2 separate regions of the Gossypium hirsutum genome follow, and region 1 is linked to region 2. The links are chromatin contacts, called in public Hi-C maps. All regions are on one chromosome and are shown on one strand. Each heading gives the region's core, a stretch centred on a gene start, on an enhancer-like site or on the middle of the called end of the contact. The rest is flanking DNA. Distances are from core to core; before and after follow the strand shown.

What was found. Hi-C and Micro-C count contacts between places; a contact is called where the count stands out from the background.
Region 1: a Hi-C map of leaf shows a contact between it and region 2, with 5 times the contacts expected there. The contact joins the promoter of LOC107900433 here to the enhancer-like site in region 2. A contact is called at or near these places in 15 of 34 Hi-C or Micro-C datasets (anther, callus, cotyledon and 3 more).

The regions. Positions count from the first base shown.
Region 1 is chrD12:4,315,237-4,317,936 of Gossypium_hirsutum_v2.1, reverse strand. LOC107900433 (auxin-responsive protein SAUR50) reads left to right here and starts at 1,350. Exons shown (of 1, transcript XM_016826031.2): 1 at 1,350-2,100. The coding sequence starts at 1,444. The coding sequence ends at 1,758.
Region 2 is chrD12:4,280,888-4,283,587 of Gossypium_hirsutum_v2.1, reverse strand. No RefSeq gene overlaps it. Among protein-coding and RNA genes, the nearest start is that of LOC107902024, 21 kb to the right of the region's middle. Within about 2 kb of position 1,252, at least 1 of the 9 cell types and tissues checked has an H3K27ac peak or open chromatin away from gene starts, as enhancers often do. A contact at or near this core is called in leaf, where this site is marked.

The DNA of each region.
Region 1 (2,700 bases), core at 101-2,600, 34 kb before region 2:
ATAACAAGAAGAGAAGAGAGTGTAGAATGAGACATTAAATCTGAGCCTTAGGAAGATGGTGATGCGCAATTCAAGTGTAAACATTTTGCGTCTAAAACTAAAACTATTAAGTATTTGCACACATTGGAGTAGGACCACATGCAAACCCAGCCCTAATTTGCATTGCACATCCCAACCTGCAGCTTGTCATTTTTATTAAATGTAGCTGCAGCAGTTGCATCCACCAACCAAACCCCAGTTTCTCATCCTTTGCTTCACTTGGATAATTCATTGCCATTAGAAACATGCTCCTTTTGGGTTTTAAGCAAAACCTAAGGGTTTTTATGGCTTAATGCCTGATGAAGATATGACCAACTAAGTCATCACCGACCATGTAATAAACAATGCAACATCGGTCAAAACCTGCAAATCTAGCAGTAAATAACACATGGGTTTCTGCAATTTGAAAGCCGGATATTACTGCGACTCTCAACCAAGTGTTATTTTATTTTATTTTTTAATGTCTCTAAAACTAAGAATCAGCAATCACAAGTCCAAACAATCACAAAATTCCAAACCAACAAAACTGTTGTACTCTATAGTACACGTATTATCGGTCCGTGAGTTCAGGTAGAGAGAGACACACATAAGATGATACAATATAATTATGGGTAAAAATAAGTTTATATTTTGATCACTCAATTTTAAAATTTTATAAGATGATCACTAAATTATTTAAATTTTTTTATTTAAGTTATTAGAATTAAAATCGCTATCGTATTGCCTTATCTGTTCACACCGCTTTCACCAATTGAAAGCTTTCATTCTCTTTTTCTTCTATAGTTCAATTTATTTTCATGAAACAACTTTGAACATTACAAATTTGTGAACTAAAATTCAAACAACTTTCTTCTTCAATCTTTGACTTTGATCGTAATCAACTTAGATTTAATGTATGTTCTTTCACTCATTAATGTGTATTGATCCATTATACTGATTGCCGAATTGCTGCTTAAAGCTCGCTACCCAGACTTTTTAAAAAAAATTAATAGCCCAATGACTTAAATAAAAACTTTTGAATTGTTCAGTGATTATTTTATAACTTTTTGAAGTTGAGTGACTAAAACGTAAACTTACTAATAGTTTAGATACTTTGGGTGTAATTTACCCTATAATTAAACGGAATTAGAAAGATTACAAATCAGGGCGAAAAAGAAGAGGCTTGCAGACATTTTTTTTTATAATTTATTTATGTGTCTTATTTGTATTTTATAATCTAAATATATAGATAACACCCGTGGTACTTCCTTCTGTAGCTAGCTTTGCCCCCACAGTCGCACATGATCCCTCGGCCCCCCCCCCCCTCCTTTCTCTTCCACATGATCTCTCTTGTTAAATAAATACCGCTTTATCTCCTCCCCCCCTCTCAACCCTCCATTTCTCGCTTGCAGTGCCGCAGCAACAATGGCTATGAGAAAGTCGTCCAAACTGCCACAAACTGCTGTTCTGAAGCAAATTCTGAAGAGATGTTCAAGCTTAGGCAAGAAACATGGGTACGGCGAAGATGGACTCCCTCTTGACGTTCCCAAAGGTCATTTCGCCGTTTATGTTGGCGAAAACCGAAGCAGATACATTGTCCCTATCACCTTCTTGACTCACCCTGAATTCCAATGCTTGCTTCAACGAGCTGAAGAAGAGTTTGGTTTTAACCACGATATGGGCCTTACCATCCCTTGTGAAGAAGTCGTTTTTCGCTCTCTCACTTCTATGCTTCGATAAACATTGATTAATGTCGTCAAACGATGGGGCTTGGCTTGGAGAATGATGGCCAAAAAGAAGCTTTCTAGCTTCTCTTTTTTTAACGTCCTTCTCTTCACCCCTCTTATTAGGCTTTACTATTTTGAACCCATTAACTTGGGTTTTTTTTTGTGCGTGTTTAAGTAGTTAGTAGTGAATCTAACTTAGCCCAAGAATTATAAACTTTTTCTGGGTTTAGATGAATTTGTACAAATTAAGTTTGTTTCCTCACAGACAGATGGTGGATTAATCTTAACCCATGTGTGAGAGATGTTGAATGTTATGGAAAGCAAGAAGATATATAAATCAACCTATTTAACTTCACAACCTCCATCTCTCCTTTCTTTATTTCATCCCACAGTTTAGTTCCCATGCAAATTATGGGATTAGTATCAATAACAATGTCATTTGTACGATCTGAATCCTAGTCTAATCAAGTGAAGGACATACAAGGGAAAGAAAACATGAGAGTGTGAATGTGCTTCCACACTCGACAGCAACATGTGTTGTCAGAGAATGTGGGTACCTAAGCAAGTACGGATCACAAGGTTCGCTTTAGGACTGAAAAAAATAATTTTATATATATATATAAAAAAAAACAATTTGAACCTTGATCAAATAATAATATTGTGGATTTGATTTTAGAAAATCAAAATATTACATATCACAAATAATTTTTTTCAAATTAAATCAAAATAATCCCTACTTTTATTCTCTAATTTGTGAAAGTCTTTTAAGTTAATTAATAATTACTTAATCCTATATTAATTCATAAATTTGATAAATATTCATAGGAGATTACTCTTATTAAATAAATCTCAAAATCAGATACATGTAAGGCAAATACCACAATTATGTGATTTGAAAGAAGCTAGGAGACTTAGATGGAGATTTGCTACATTAGTGTATAACTTATAACAATCT
Region 2 (2,700 bases), core at 3-2,502:
CTTAGTGAAGTGAACGCCTCGAATGCACCCTCGGAAACACTCCTCAGCTTAACACTCATGAAGGCCCCACTTATTAATCGTAATCTCTGGCTCCAACTATTACGTCCCATCCTAGATGATTAAAAGTATGTCCAATCGTCACCCTACCTAGGCCTATAGTGGCATACCACTTGGTCATGTACCACTGACCCACTTGTAAAAGCTCGACACGTGGTGCCTTGGAACCAACTATCATGATCTCTATTAAATATATATAATCTACACATTTTATAAGATAAATTTGAATTGTGTTATTAACTATAAAAATAAAATGAATTATTACATTCAAAATTAAAAATATTTATAATTTAGAAATATCAAAACTATTTGAATTCGTCAGAGCCTACTTGACTTGAACTTATCTAAATCCTAAAATTTTTGAACCCAAAAAATTTAAACTCGAAAAAATTCAAATCTAAATTAATCTGAACCAAAAAATTCAAATCTAAATTAAAAAAAAAAAAGTCTTATAGGAATCTACCTAAACCCGCTGGTTTGACACATCTTGCTCAAATTTCATATATTAAATTAAATGAATAATTATCTTGAAAAAAATTAGGACTTGACTGATAGAGACGGATTATATAGGCGGAAGGACCTAAAGCTTAGGTCAATGATGCTTTCTTTTCTGCATTCCAACCCTTCTGTTTTTGTTTGATCTTCATTTAGGCATATTTGTTGCAAAGCGAACGAGAAACATGTCAAAAAATGGAAATCAATTCGTGGTCTCATGTTTAGAAGTTGTACATTTTGTGTAGAGAGAAATTTATTACTGATGCAACTAACATGTTTTACCTTCACTAAGGCACCTTGGTCAAAATCCATCAACTTTTTTAACAAATTCATACACTCAAAACTGCTTAATTATCATCATATGACATATGGTCACCCGAATATTTATTGAATGATTTATAGACTGTAATTTCCCATTTCTTCAGTATGAAGTGCCAAAAAAAATCTTAAAATTTACAATTAAAATATAATAATTTAAATTGGGCATGAAATTTTGGGCTTAGGCTATTTATTCATGCCTACGATGGACTTTTTCTCCTCACCTACCAACCAAAATAATGATTTTTACAAGAAAATTGTTTTTCACTCAAATACTTAGGATCCAGCATTCTTGGACAAAAGAGGCTTGTGACCACAACTCCCGATGTTGTATTTTTCTGTGAGACTCGTTTGATGGGCCGTCCTAGTACACAATCCAACATGATAGGTTGTTTTGTGGTGGATTGTGTTGGCAGGAATGACGGCTTGATTATGATGTAGAAGGGGGGATGTCTCTGGATTTACAATCATTTTCTGATAATCATATTAATATGCTGGTTCTGCAAAATGGACAAGTTAGATCAAGGCATACGGGCGTGATAAGCGGCTTAAGGAAGATTTATGTGCCGGAAAAATTGAGTTTAGAAAAATAATTTTTAGTTTCAGTCAAAAATGAAAATTTTAAAAATTGAATTGATTTGTAATATTTATAATAATAATTTTTTCTTAAAAACTATATGTTCTTTGAGCGAGGCAGATCCTACACATTCTCAACTTTCACCCGAACAACCTTCCCCGCTATTCTTGTATCACGAATTACTTCAAGCGTGGGTTTGAACAATCACGAACCAAACATAGAATCAGAAATGATTTATTACTTTAAGTAAGAAATCAATTCTCTCTTAATAGAAATCGGTAGAATTGTAATTCTTAAAAAATATAATTTATTCTTAAAAAATAAATTCTCACTACTTTCCTGTAAAATAACAATATTTGAAACTTCTGTTAAACTCTTATGTTAATAGTTCTACTAATGTCATCTATTTATTGAGAGAGATAGGAGAATCTTGGTTAAATTAATAAAATACAAATAATATTTATTTAATAGAAAATAATGTCTTATTCTAAGTAGAATAGGGTGAGTTGCACACCCTAGTAAATAATACTAGGGATGTTACCCCTCTTTTATGATGAGAGGATTTGGGCCTCTCTTGTATTGGATACAATTATATGTGCTGACTGAACTTTTAACCCAACACTTTATAATTTAATCCAACTCAATACATATTTTCTATTTTCCCAAATAAATATTATTTATTTAATTAATTTAATTAGATAAATTAACTTTCCAATTAATAACTTTCTCAACCTAATTCTAATTCCGTTAAAGTCATGACAACTTCATTGTAAAATAATCTATAAGGAAATATATTTAATTTCCATATTCAATAGATTCACAATGACTAATTAATTAAATAATAATTCAAAAACCATAAATTAATATCAAGTAATTTCTATACACAATGAGAAAACATATACATTTGTGAATGTGACACATTTCTCTAACTTCATTATTTCCATCCATTTATGTTCATTTGGTTCTACATGCAATTCGTTTTTAGTTTCAATGAGCTAGCAGAGAGGCCAATTGAACATATGTAATTAGGGTTCACATAATTTATAATTAAGTTCTAGCTTTTCGCCTATTAATTATAAACTTATTTAGTCACGAAGTCATTCCACTAAATAATTTATAATTAAGTTCTAACTTTTCGAAATGTCGAGATAGAGGATTAAATTGAATCATTCGCAAAATATGTAAGACCTTGTAATTGAATGTGATTTGGATAGAATTGAATATTATACCATTACTGAATTATTATTCACAGC